Regions from separate parts of the Mus musculus genome. Here regions 1 and 3 are each linked to region 2. Evidence: chromatin contacts called from public ChIA-PET and HiChIP or PLAC-seq data. All regions are on one chromosome and are shown on one strand. Each heading gives the region's core, a stretch centred on a gene start, on an enhancer-like site or on the middle of the called end of the contact. The rest is flanking DNA. Distances are from core to core; before and after follow the strand shown.

Region 1 (4,539 bases), core at 1,981-4,480, 130 kb after region 2:
ATCTGTATCCATCCTGTATGCAAGATGTGCTTTTTCTGCTAAAGTCCCCCAAAGCCTTACTTGAGTACCACTGGGGAAGCTGCGCCTTGTCATCCGGGCAGGTGGAGGGATGGGTGAGCACCTCTGCTCATCACAGGCAGTTCCACATAGCAAGTTCTTCTATCTGAGCACTGCCCTTGCTTCATGTGAAACTCTCGTGACTACATTCCAGTGTTTCCCTATGCTGTCACTTCCTTTGGTCTCAAAGATGTCTGAGAATGTTGCTTGTTCTGCATATCTTTTAATCTGCACTCTGTTCCCTGGGTCATTTGGTAAGGTATTGCCTGGGGTGTAACTGCAGGGTGACCATTTCACTCTTCCAGCATCTGAAAGGTCTCACAAGGTCTTGTTGGTCCTCGTCTTCTGATGAGAAGTCTTGCGATTGTCCTGTCTGTATCCCGCTGTGCACAGTGTTTCTTCCTCTGTTGCTTATGTGATTTGTCTTATCACTAGTAGAGGATAATTCATTAAATGTACTTGTATGTGGCTTTCTTTTGCAGCTGAGGTTCATTTCTCTGATTCATACTTTACGTTAAGTTTTGAGCCATTGGGCTATTATTCTAGGATTTGTCTTGTTTTATCCTGTTCTCACTGCCACACCCCAGCCCACCCCAGTGACTCCAGTTGCATGTGTCTTGTGGTTGCCTGATGCTGTTTATTTCGGTTCTTTTCCTCTGGCTTGATGTTGGCTCTGTTGTTTATACTTCACTAATCTCCTCCTCTGTGCCATCATCTCTCATCAATCCCATTCAGAGTCCTTTCCATTTTATAATCTCTGATTTCCATCTTTAGAAGTCGGCTGAGGCCTTTTTTATATTGTATGTGGTGTTCTGGACGTATGGATTTGACTGTCATTCTTAAGAGCATCTTTATCTTCTGATCCTAACATCTATATCACTGGCGGGTTAGTTCTGATTGCCTGATTTTTCTGCCTTTACTCTGAGCTGTGGTGTCCTGATTCTCTGTACGTACAGATTTTTCCCACAATTTCACCTCTGTACACTTTGCTTACCAACCCCTCTGGTCTCCTAGCTCCCCACCACTCCACCCACCCTCCTTCCTACCTCACAAATAGCTTTTGTGCATTCATGTCTGCTTGTTTTGCTTTGTGACCCAACCAGGATTAACCAGGGCCATCTGTGTGACAGTGGGTTTAGAGCTACCCATTAGAATGTAGTGAGCTCTCAGCAGAATCTGTTGGCAGCCAGCTTTTGAGAGGGGCAGGGTAGACTAAGTGTTGATAAGGCCATGGCCTACTGTCTGTGGCTCTTGAGTTAATAGTCCTGGGGTTCTCTGAGCTCTGACCGAAAGCGTTTCACATTCCTAGCCCTTCCTCAGTTCCCACTCTCCTCGCACACTGCTCGCTGAGGTTTAGATGGTGGTAAAGTTACTTGCTTAGAGTTGGGCCAAAATCTGTGGCTTTTTTCTACATTTTGGGCAGTGTCTGTGTTCACTCTGTTCATTGTAAGAATAGGCTTCCCTGCTTCAGGCTCTGTCTAAGGTGTGAGCAGAGAGGTATTTAGAAGGCAGTCAGTGTAGTTAACCACAGAAACACATCTCCTGCATGGGTCTACTACCTCAGCCCAGACTTGGGTTGTTAGCCAGGCTAACAGTACTGGACATCAGTTCAGCACATCCCGCTATGGTCTTGAATGCATTCAGAGAACCCTATGGAAAATTTTTAAGTGGATGCCAACAGTGGAAATTTGCCCTTTTAGGTATTAAGTTCTGTATTTCCAGAAGTACTTGAACATGGTCCCTAGATAGTCTTAATCTCTTAATATCTTGATCCCCTCAGGTCTTGGTTTTGGTTAAAGCAGTTTATGAGGTGGAACGGGGCCAAGTTTAGCTAGACCACATTTGGATCTCCTTGTAAATAAGTAGGGATGGGCACCCTTAGGCCTCTGCTTGGTGTATGTGACCTTGAGCTTCCCCAGGCTAGCTTGTGGGGAAGGCGCTCTCCCGGCCCTGTGAGGCCTTGTGTTGTGTGCTTTGTTGTCCTCCTGTGGTTCTTTGCTCCTCAGACCGCCTACAGATCTCAAGGGTCTCCCCTGTGGTTTCCCTGTCCTCCCAGTTCCTAGCCCTCTCTTGGAGCTGTGAGCAGGGCCAGCACAATCCCCTCCTTGGTTCCTTACTTCTGGGCATAGGCTTATTTCTGTAAATCTTGCCTAATACAAACCACTGGGTCGCGGGTTGTATTTGATTTTGGTTCTTTCCTACGGGAGGGTAAGTCTCTGTTACTCCACTGAGCCAGAAGCAAAGGCTCACTCGATTATTTAATATTGTTAAGCATGTTTGCTTGTTTTTCTTCTTTCCAATTTCAACTTGCATTCCTGAACACTTAAAGTGAGATAAGGGCCAGTGTTCCTCAGGGTACAGCTGGACACTCGTTCATGTCTCAGTGGGCCTAGAGTTTTAGATGTATATGGCTCTTGGTGTTAATATCAGAAGAAATGGTGTTGATTCCTCCTGCTGTGAATCTGATCGTGCAGGGACCTGCCTCTCACAGCACAGCGTACAAAGACGTGCTCCTCATCCTGCTCTTCCTCCAGGACCTAGCTCATGGCCTTTACCTTCACTAGCTCAGACAGTGATGGAGAACATTCTTGGAGCAGGAAGCAACAATTCTAGCTACTTTCATTGAATGTAGTGTCAGACACCAAAGTAGTTACCATGCTTCAGATATGTGTAAGGGCAGTCAGTTAACAGTGGTGGCTTATTTAGGCAGGAAAAAAAAACAAAAACAAAACCCTACAAATACAGAAACAAATTTTGTTTTGTTTGATTCTAAGATTAACTTTACTGTTCCTCATTATTGGATGAAAACTGAAACCAAAAAAAGTGGAAGCTGGTCATGAAGCCAGCGAGGGCTCCTCACCTCCTCTCGCCCTGAACTCTGTCTGTCTTTCAGCCTGCTCTCAAGTACGTGCTGTACGCGCTGGTTGGTGTTGTGGGGCTTGTAACCCATTATGTGCTGCCTCAGGTGAGGAAGCAGCTCCCCTGGCACTGCTTCTCCCGGCCTCTGCTGAGGACAGCCGAGCACAGTCAGTATGAAGTCCGAAGTGAGTATGTCTCTGCCGCCCTCGGGCTCTGCCCACTCTGGTATGCCCGTGGTGAGTTAAGCAGACAGCATTGAGTCACGCTTTAGCTCTGGCTTCTTGCAGTGGGTTTGAAGCTTCCGGTGAAGTGTCGCCTGCAGGGCACTGTCTTCTGCTAAAAGAGCAGCAGCTGTGCTCCCAGGCCGTCTTCCGAGAGTAGACCTACACTTCCTGCTCTACCTCTCACACCTGTCCCTAGTGTGTCTGGCGTGTGACTTCTCTAACGTCCCCGATCCATCTTCTCCCTAATCAGTATACAAGCAGCTCAGTCCCCATCCAGTCCTCCATTTGAAAGGTTTTAATTTAAGCATAAGGAAGGAAGGAAGGCCTTTGTCCCTTATGCCACAAGAAACACTGTCTTACTTAAGAACAGTAGTGACAGTCCTTTCTGTAATTTCTGCTCAGATCTGGGTAAGCAGTGAAGTGACTGGAGAAGAGAGGAAGGCCTGTCCATTCAGCCAGCTTCTCCCTCCACTGTAAACTCTGACTCACTCTTCCTTGTCCGTTGGTCCTGTGACGGGCTGTGCTACACACAAGTGACTGAATGTAGCAAGCTTTCCTCCTTGGACTTGAGTGAAGTACTGTGAAGAGGGTGACTCAGCCAGTCATTTGAGTATGAGTTGATATTTTTGAAGAACATTGAAGCCTTTGAAGCTGTAGCAGAGTTGACTTTCTGTTCTCACAATGGGCCTCTTAATGAACCTGACTGAAGCCGTGTGGTCCTGGTGCTGCCCACAGCCTGGACGCTGGAGAGGCCACCGAATACTAATGAGCAGAGAGTGGGACGATGCTCTGGAGACCTTTTAGTAAGGGAAACTAAAGGAGACTGTGAGGCTGGTGCTGCCAGCCTCTGCACCGGAAACGTAGCCCACAGAGACAGGCTCTGGTTTGCTTTTCTATGATGAAGCATTTCCCACTTTTATATATAAATATACCAAATAGTTCATTTTTAAAATCAATAGTTTTATTGGTTGCTTTAATCAGTCTAAAATGTTTACAGATTTTGAATTGCCATAACATTTTTGACTTCTTGAAAATACTGAACTATAGAACTAAACTGGTTTTGTTTTGTTTTGGGGGGTGTTTTGGTTTTTTCTTTGTACTGATATTAGAAATGTAAAGACTGCCTAGCAGCCTGGCGTAGTGCTTTTAGAGAGCCAAAGAGCTTACCACCTTAACCACCATATGCCACTAGTGAAGAAACGCCTTATAAGCTGGGTGACTGTAAACTATGAGTGTGTGCATCTAGAGCATAGACTTTCCTATTGAGAAGTCAGGTGCTTTAGTAGCGCTTACTTATCTAGGATTGAGTACAGCCCGAGAACCTTTAGCAACTTTTCCTATATACAAATGTAGAAAATGAGAAAAATTATAGTGAAAAATAAGATCTCAAGAAATGAAA
Region 2 (4,714 bases), core at 94-2,593:
TGGGGCTCAGGGTAGAGCTTCTCACCTGGAGGGGGAGGTTCTGGGCAGAACTGGGGCTGTTAGGAGATTAAATGGAACAAGAACCTAACATCCAGGCTGTTGGGGAGTTGATCTTCAGGCATTGAGATGACTATGGGAACCAGAGAACAGGTTTATATAGGTTTAATGGCAAGCAAGGCTGACTTGAGGCTATTCTTTGAGAATCCTTAATTTATTTTAATTCAAATTTTAATTATTGTTTCATTTAAATGATTTATTAACAAATTATAATATTATTTTATATTCTTATAATTATATTGTTATAATAAGTAACTGATTTATTAATAACATAATTTAATTAATTATCATAAATTAAGGATCCTTTAATTCTCCAGGCTATAGAGATACTTCAGGGGCTACAAGGCACCCAACTAAGACTAATCACCAAATTCTAGAACTAGGCAGCTGACTCTAAGCAGCTTAGAGTGTCTTCAAGGCGTTTATAATCTACCTGAGAAGGAACGATCAGAGTACATGAGACAGAGGAACGTATCTGTATAGCTCCATTGTGTTACATAGAAATTGCAGGTATAAATAAACAGATAAACAAGCAAACAAAGGAAGGGGCGGGAGAGAAAGGCCCTTAGAGAAGAACGACGGATTAACATGTACAAGGACTTAAATTCAGTTCCTAGCACTGAAGAGGCCGGGCGTTGGGGTAAGGAAGCATGTGCTAGGAAAATCAAGGAAGGCCTCATGGAAGAGGAGGTCAGGAAGATGGTTTGGATACTTTAAGCTAAGAGCATATTCTGAGCATGTGCGAGCGATACTCGTGGAGAAAGAGTAAAGTTGCACTGAGTTTTTCGTATTCTGCTATCTAAGCAAGATTGAGTGTCTCCTCTCTAAGGACTTTGAGCGTGGAGTTGCTAGCGAGCCCTTAGAAAGCAGAGGACATGGGGTCGACTTGATAAGAGTCCCGGTGGTTAGGGCGAGCCGGGAGGAAGTTCCCAGCATCTTTCTCTGCGGTTAAGAGTAGTTCTCAGTCCCTGGATAATCTGGTCTTGATTTAGAAGGACAGTTTTCAAGTCCTCTCTTGGGGGCATTTCCTCTCTGTGCTCACTGCTGGTTCTTCCCACTCAGCACACCCACGTCTTCTTTTCGTCCCACTTCTTTAGTGACTAGAATTGAATCGAACTTTCCTATTAATGAAAACCCTCGGGGCCTCAGAGCCTTAGCCAATCCCCTCCCCCATATGTGACATAACCGGACTCATTCTGTTCCAGCGGCTCCAGAGCCCACCGCTGACAGCACAAGTCATCTGCTTCGCTTAGTCAGGGTGCGTGTCACCGTCGCCGTGATTACTCTCTATTGAGGAGGATGAGCCAACTCAGCATATTTGTCTCCCTCCCTGACTTTGACTGCGGAAAGGGGGTGGGGCGAGGGGGAGTTTGAACTTGCTTCATTAACCTTGACAGTCGCCTCTTCCCTTCTGCCATTGCTTTAAGGAACTCCTAATGGTTAAAGTCAGATCCCAGGCTCCTCCTGGCCTATAATGCTGAGAAAGGAAGTAGTGTCGGAGTATTGGCTCTTAGCTGTGGTTTTTTTATTCGGCAGGAGCTGAGAGAAACCTGACCCGGGCTAAGCCCTTTCTTTTGGTGGCGGCTTAAGTAGATCTGACATTTGGGTTGGAAAAGACTAACATCGTCTCAGTTTCCACAAAAGACAAGCTGGCCTTAAAAAAAAAATAGTGGATGTGTTGGCACCCGAGGTCCTTTCCTCCCAGGCACCCTCTGGACCGTCCCTGTAGACCTGGAAGTTGTGTGAGGTAATGGTAATGGCAGCGAGTGACAGGTGTCTGGCAAGGTATAGTCCATTGCTTCTGACTGCCTTGAATCTCCACTCCTGCTCCCATCCCCCCACGCTCCCAACCCCGAGATGAGAGGTTGGTTGCCTTATTATTCGTCCCAGTGGTGATAGATGACTCTCCTTAAACAATAGTCAAAGAATTGAACAGTGTCTGTGTGTAGGCTCTGACCCTTCCCTAGAAACTAGATCCTCTTACATTGTTTGCCACCCATTTGCAGATGTGTTTTATAATTGGCGATCCCTAACAAACAACTTAGATTTGATGGAGCTACACCTTGGAATCATGAGCTGGGTCAGGCAGTGTGTCTTTCCTAGAGCAGGGAGACCGGGTTAGATGGCAGTAAGCGCCTGGAGAACTACATCTATACAGTGATTTCATCTGTACCACAGCCCTGCAAGGCTATGGATGACAGCAGCAGCAATGGCTGTCACAATCACAGGTCACTGTCTTCCCTTACTTTGCTGTGAAATACCAGGCTCAGTTAGTTTGGGTCTGACTTGTGGTTGAGCGTGGTAGGTGTGTGAATGACATCCATTTTGAATATCTCCAAGAGGAAATGGAGCAGAATGTGGCTCATGTAGGCTTCCAGATGGATCTGACTCTGAGAGTACACAGCTCAGTTCCTTTGAGATCCTGTGTATCAGAGCTGGGTATTCATTCTTAACACACAGTACTGAACGAGCCTTTGCTTGCAAAGCATTATGTATGGTCAACTCTTGCTGTTGTTCAAGCTGATGACAGACGGACTCCTGAGGGTCTCTCATTTCAGCATCCAAGCAGCTGAGACTATAGATTAACCCTAGCCACTCCAGCCAGCTCTCAGTTCTTTTTGCATATATGGTTAAAACTGCAGTATGAGTCGGACATGGTGGCACATGTCTTTTATTCCAGTACTCAGGAAGCAAAGGCAAGTGGAACTCTTAATTTGAGGACAGTCTGGTCTACAGAGCGAGTTCCAGAACAGTCAGGGTTACACAGAGAAACCCTGTCTCAAAAAACCAAAATCAAACCAAACCAAAAAGCCCAAACCAAACCAAGCCAACCAACCAACCAACCAACCAACAAAAAAATTGCAGTATGCTGTGAAAATGATTCTCTCTCTCTCTACATATATATATATATATACATATATATACATATACACACATATACACTGTTTTATATATATACTGTTATATATACTGTATACACACACACACATATATATATACTGTTTTATATACATACTGTTATATATACTGTATACACACACACACACACACACACATATATTGTTGTTGCACAAATTCTATAAAAACATTCCTAAACAACTCCTGGCTAGTCTCAGAAGTTCATGGCAGAAACCCTGGAAATACTTCAGCTAGGCCTCTTTTCAAAGTAGCACTGTTGCTTTCCCGTTAGGTTTAAAGGGGTGCATTTTAAGGGCTGCAGATATGGCTGTGGCAGAGCCCTTGCCTGGCATGCACAAGGCCTTGAGTCAAGTCTCCAGCAGAGCTAAGGGAGAGAGTGGAAAAGGGCATGTTTTATGTAAGAGCACAGGATGAGTACACACTGAGTAAAGATCTCTACCTGCACCAGAGGTTTCTGTCTGGGGAGGGAAAGGGAAGCGTATTTTTTGCCCTTGACTTGTGACGATGCTCAGAAATGACAAAAGACATTAAAAAAATGTTTGTGCATGTGTATGCATGTGTTTGTCTGTCTTCTGTGTGTCTGTGTCAGTCTGTCTGCCTGTGTACTCAGCACATGTCTGTGGGCCTCTCAGAGGCCAGAAGCCCTAAAGCTAAAGTTACCGGGAATTCTGAGTCACTTGACTTGGGTGCTGGGAACCAGCGCTCGTAATGACTGGGCCATTTCTTCAGTCCTCTGAAAGATAATTGATGACGGAGGTGGGCTCAGCCATTGGGAGCACTTCCTGTTCTTGCAGAGGACCTGAATTCAGTGTATACCTGTTGGGGAGCTCACAGCTATCTATCACTCTAGCTCCAGGGGACCTGACACCCTCTTCTGGCCTCCTTGGGCACTATCCCCCACACAGCATACACAGATACGTGCATATGAATAAAAATAGCTCTTTTTGAAAAATAATCAAATCTTTATTTTAAAAGGTATTTGTTTTTTGGGGGGGGGGTTCCGGTGTGCCCTAGCATCTTGTGAGCATCCTTGTGGCATCTTGTAGGAGGGTCCAGCAGTGCTGCTAAGCAACTCACAAGGCAGTCTCTTTCCCCCAGCACTGAATCATTTGGCCCCAGACGACATTAGAGCCAAAGCTGAGAAGGTGTTCTATAGAAGAGAAGGGGCTGTTATTATAACACAGATGGCCCTACCTCCTTTTGCTTTTAGGAGCCAGTTCTTCTGGAGCCCGCAGCACTGGGTAGACAGTCAGTGTCCATAGAGGTGGCTTACAGAGACTTGCTTTAATGTGGGCTGGATTTTCTGTTTGCCGTATTCACTGCTCTTGTCTGCTCCTGTCTGGCTGTTGCTTTCAGCTTCTGTACTTGCCCTGCCTTCCAGGGCCACTCTGTTCCTAACTTGGGGACCAGTTCTCTTTCCTCCTCTGGGAAAACCATCTCTCTAGGTGGCCTTATTGTGAGGTGCATAGTTTACATCGATAGTCAGGGGTTATTTTTCCATCGGTTCAGTCTTCTTCACCACAGGAAGGATTTAGCTATCCCTTCAAGCTACCAGAACCCCTCTCCTGGTCCCCCTTGTCAGAGCCCCTCTCCTGGTCCCCCTTGTCGGAATCTTATGCTCTCCCTTTGAACAGTCAGCTAAAACTTCATTGCTCAACCTCTTGTCCCTTCCTTATACAAAGCAATGTATCTTTCTGTTTCTCTTTACTTGTTCTTGGTAGGATGGGAACCAAGTTAC
Region 3 (4,359 bases), core at 31-2,530, 88 kb after region 2:
CCACAGCTTAGCCTGCACATCACTGTCAGTCAGCAGTGTCTAGGCTTTGATTGCAGTGGATTCAAGGGTCAGAGTCTTAGTAGAAAATAATATCATAGAAATGGTAAGCTAAGCAAGGCCACCCTGGGCAGCGTTCTTCTTTTTCTAGTGCCTGGTTATGTTAGTGACAGTGTCTGGAACTGCTCGGAGTACAGTCACATTCACAGAGTGAAACATCGCTGGGGCATCGTGTGTACAATGCTGTATGACAGTTAAAACATTTCAGGAATTACATCAGCTTAAATTAGGGTAAAGCTTATATAAATAATGTTAATGAAATTTATAGTATCTTAAGTATAAAAGAAAATGAGTAAATAATATAGGAAAATTAGTTTTATAAATGATAAAAAGAAATTTATATTAACAAATACTAATTTTTAAACTTTATAAAACTATTAGAATATCTTTGGGAAATTAAGGTTTCCCAGTTGTTAAGATTTTCTAAAATAATGGATTGCTTTTAATGAGATTACAATATGGGCTGGAAAAGAATGTAACAGTGATGAGAACATGTTTTTTATGTATGTTTTGTATGTAACACATGTAGCCTTATTTCAGAATATAGAAACTATTATAAATAGTACTTTATAAAGTCGTGTTTCACTCAGTTGAGTCATGTTTTTTGGTTCTTTTGCAGTAGATTGTGTTATTTTTTTTTTTGTATTTTGGTTGCATTTGATAGAGATTCTTTGTTTTTCGCGTGTGTAGGAACTGTTTTATTGTGTATCTGAATCTGAGATCTTAGAACATTAGAGGGAAAGCAGCAAATTATTACAAGGTAAAATTTACCTGTCGGAGCCCAGCACCGAGCCACCTCACTTGAGCACACTCCGGACTCCTTGCTCTCTTCTTCACTCTAGAATCTAGTCGGGTTGAGCTGGAAGAAAGTTGCAGATTGGCAGTTAACCTCCCTATTGAGTACACACTGCTTTCCTCTATGAGTCGGATGGGTAAGGACGAGAGCAAGTGTAAACTGTGACTGTACGAAGCTCCATGGCGGCTCCTGGGCGATTTGAAAGTGTCATTTTGAAATCTGTGATCTGTATTGCTTTCACTCTAGCTGTTGTTTTCTCTTTTCTTCCCTGTAATGTCTCCCCACTCCATGTTCTCTCCTAGCCTTCAAGATGGTCAGCAAGGCCAGCAGTCCACAGCCCAGGTCAAGGTCCAGTCCCGCCCCCCATCCCAGGCTGCAGTGCTCAGTGCTAGTGCCTCCTTGCTGGTGAGAAAAGGGAGTGTCCACTTAGAAGCCTCACATGACCATGCATCTGCCGTAGGCGGTAGCAGTTTGCACGATGAACTTGGTATGCAGGCCTGATGTAATCTCTGTGGTTGGAAACTTGTAATTGACAGTCAGTGGGTAAGAGTGATTGCGGTCCTTTCCTGAGATGGCTTTCTATTGGAGCTATGCATCAGGCACTGTTTATTGGGTTTGTTTGCCGAGTTTAAGAGAATGACTTACTTTTTCTTTCTGTATTTCTCTTTCTTTTCATTGTACTTTTTATTTTGAGCATATCTACTACTAATAGGCAGCTAATGTGCTAATAACTGTTCCTTATAACTAATATTCTCTTATAATAATTTGGATGTTTCTATTATTCCCAGAAATACCATGTGGAAAAATACGAATTTTAGGTGGTTTTTGAGACAACCTTAATTTTTAAAAATTATTTGAATATGTGATACACAGGAAAGCTCTCTAATACGTTTATTGCTCTGAAGTATCCTGCATTTTGCAGTATGTCCATCTCTTGTCATAGGATTTATTATAATCCTAAGTGTAATGTCCTCAGGACAGCATGGCTCTTCTTGTGACTGATAACTATAAAATATTTCATTATCTATTAAGATATCTGTAAATATACTCATAAATTATGTAAGTTAATTTTTGGAAATGCAGCATATTTTAAATTCTCAGTTGTAGCAAATTTACCCTAAGACATACTTTGTGCATTAGCATATTATGCTACTTCAGAACCTATTTCTTTATGCAGAGGTGTGTGTGTGTGTGTGTGTGTGTGTGTACATGCATGTGCGCTAGTGTACTCACCCACCATGTGCATATGTACATATCTGTAGAAGCCAGAGGAAGATACTAGGTGGCTTACTTTTCAAGGCAGAGTCTCCCACTGAACTGCTGCTGATGTGCCATAATGGACGGCCAGGGAATTCCAGGGACCCAGGTTCCCTCCTCAGCTCGGTGTTGTCTGTGTGGACCCAACCTGGCTTTTCTCTTGGGCACTGAGGATCCAGAGCCCAGTCCTCAGCCTGGTCAGTGAAGCTCTGACTGAAGCCAGGCTCCCAGCCCATGCGCTCAGGTTCCTGTTTCTCTGTGTGACCCAAGTTTCCGGTGCTCACATTCACAGTGGTTTAAGTTAATAAAGAAAGTCTTGTTCTTAAGTAAGACTCACTTGAAAGCCTTTATTCATTCTGATCTTATCGAGCCCTATTACATGGGATTTTCTTTATAAAGGTGACTATCCAGTTCATGTGTCAGTTGGAGGACTATATGGCAATAAGGAGTCAAAATTAGGTTTACTAAAACTTGATATGCTATTTACTCATTGACTTCCTTTCCATTTTGCAAAACTTGGGACCATGGAGTGGTGTTAACAGATAGGTAAGCGTGAACTGCAGAACTTCAGAAACTGCAGAATGACCATGTGAGAGAGTTAGGGCATTGCCATGTGTAGCAGGCAGTTCCTAACTGCAATGAGAAGACAGTACAACACTGTAAGTGCAGAAGTTTTTCCTTCTGAGTTTGTAATCTGAGAGGTAGGAAGTCTCCTAAGGAAGATATTTGAGTAAAAATAAAGTAGAATTCAATTCTACTGAGAGTAAATGCTCTCAAGTGACTCTTAGTTAACAGCGAAATTTTCTTTTATTAGATTGATTTAAACCACTGTGAATGTGAGCCCAGGCAACCTGGGTCATATGGAGAAGTAGGAATCCAAGGGAATCAATGGCTGGAACCATTGATTCAGTCGGTGCAGTGCGGTGCAGTGCGGTGCAGTGCGGTGCAGTGCGGTGCACAGTCAAGCTGGGGACTTGGCTTTGGATCCTCAGTGACCAAGAAAAAAGCCAGCCAAGGTTTGCACAGACAACCTCAGAGCTCCACATATATCCTTCCTTCCTTATTGCTTTCAGTTGGCAGGTTTTAGATGCAGATCCATTATGTTATAGTATGATTCCAATCACCATATAACCCTAAGATTCCTGGTAACAAAGGGTTTGTAAATCTGCAAGCATAATGTACTAATCACATAGAATTGCCCGTTAGCTCTATGACAGTGGATTGGCTAGAGTAGAGAGATTCATTTTGTGCGCACACACACACACTAAAAGTGTTAACAAAGAGAAAAGGTAAAATAGTCCCTAAAAATGACCTATTTATAAAGGTTTGCTTTTTTTTTTTCAGATTTTCAGATTTAGTTAGTTTTATTGAAAAGGTTTTCACATGTGATTTTTACATGCAATAATATGTGCTTATGTACAATATACTTATAAAAGACATGCATGTATACATAAATATAAACATATCCATATATTCATACAAATTTACTTAGCATGCATAGTTGTTAATAATTTTAGAAACTGAATCATAAGCAATATAACTTAAAGGAGAAATTTGGGACATTGCCTTTCTTATGGAATTCATTCTGTACACGGTTAGTAAAATGCTTTAAGGGTTCAGATGATGGCATTGTGGCTGGATACACTGTGAATGTAGCATCATTTTTAAGCATGTGTCTGTGTGGCTCCATGTGTAGGTGTGTGCACATCAGTGCGAGTGAGCGTTGAGGCCAGAGCTGTTGTTGGTCTTCCAAGCTTTGCCTCTTCCAAGCTGTGTGACCCTGGTGACCTTGGGCGGGTTGTTTCCTCTCCCTGTGCATCAGTTCCCTCATTTATCAGAGGAGGCAACACTAATGCCACCTCCCAGGCTTAGTGCAAGGATTGTGTGTATTAAATGTGCCATTGCTTGGCATTATTGTGTTTGCTAGATAAATGGCCATTGTTAATACTGGTTAATAAAATAACACTAGGTTATAATTCATTTAATCTGTTCAATAAGCTCATTAAGATGTCTCCTCATGCTTCCTATTGTAATAAACACTTTGCTGGAGTCTCTTTCCATGAGCCTGTGTGCACAGCAGTGGTTAATTCTTCAGGATTAGAATTGGAGTAGAGATCAGTCAGGGACAGTGAGCAGCCCTGTCGCTTTGTTGCTCTTAATTACTCTAGTAAGGAGAGCTCAAATGTTGTTTATGTTTTATCTGCCAGTCTGGGGACAAGAAACTCATCTAACCTTTTTTTATTTCCTAA

The links. ChIA-PET counts read pairs in DNA pulled down with a chosen protein or histone mark. HiChIP or PLAC-seq counts read pairs in DNA pulled down with a chosen protein or histone mark.
Region 1: a contact with region 2 is called in an RNA polymerase II ChIA-PET map of memory CD8 T cells, with 6 read pairs. The contact joins two enhancer-like sites. A contact is called at or near these places in 1 of 39 promoter capture datasets (pre-B cells), 1 of 115 datasets of contacts at active chromatin or transcription factors (memory CD8 T cells) and 3 of 9 other capture datasets (adipose tissue, liver and pancreatic islet).
Region 3: an H3K4me3 HiChIP or PLAC-seq map of bone marrow-derived macrophages shows a contact between it and region 2, with 4 times the contacts expected there. The contact joins two enhancer-like sites. A contact is called at or near these places in 1 of 39 promoter capture datasets (liver), 5 of 484 Hi-C or Micro-C datasets (bone marrow, bone marrow-derived macrophages, granulocyte-monocyte progenitors and 2 more) and 4 of 115 datasets of contacts at active chromatin or transcription factors (the 230-238 cell line, bone marrow-derived macrophages, embryonic stem cells and 1 more).

Annotation. Positions count from the first base shown.
Region 1 is chr12:81,968,296-81,972,834 of GRCm38.p6, forward strand. Pcnx (pecanex homolog) reads left to right here. Exons shown (of 36, transcript NM_018814.3): 20 at 2,951-3,101. Among named protein-coding and RNA genes, the nearest start is that of Gm30799, 99 kb to the right of the region's middle. Within about 2 kb of position 3,231, at least 182 of the 459 cell types and tissues checked have an H3K27ac peak or open chromatin away from gene starts, as enhancers often do. A contact at or near this core is called in adipose tissue and memory CD8 T cells, where this site is marked.
Region 2 is chr12:81,843,813-81,848,526 of GRCm38.p6, forward strand. No RefSeq gene overlaps it. Among named protein-coding and RNA genes, the nearest start is that of Pcnx, 14 kb to the right of the region's middle. Within about 2 kb of position 1,344, at least 54 of the 459 cell types and tissues checked have an H3K27ac peak or open chromatin away from gene starts, as enhancers often do. A contact at or near this core is called in adipose tissue, bone marrow-derived macrophages and memory CD8 T cells, where this site is marked.
Region 3 is chr12:81,932,376-81,936,734 of GRCm38.p6, forward strand. Pcnx (pecanex homolog) reads left to right here. Exons shown (of 36, transcript NM_018814.3): 8 at 1,156-1,340. Among named protein-coding and RNA genes, the nearest start is that of Pcnx, 75 kb to the left of the region's middle. Within about 2 kb of position 1,281, at least 59 of the 459 cell types and tissues checked have an H3K27ac peak or open chromatin away from gene starts, as enhancers often do. A contact at or near this core is called in bone marrow-derived macrophages, where this site is marked.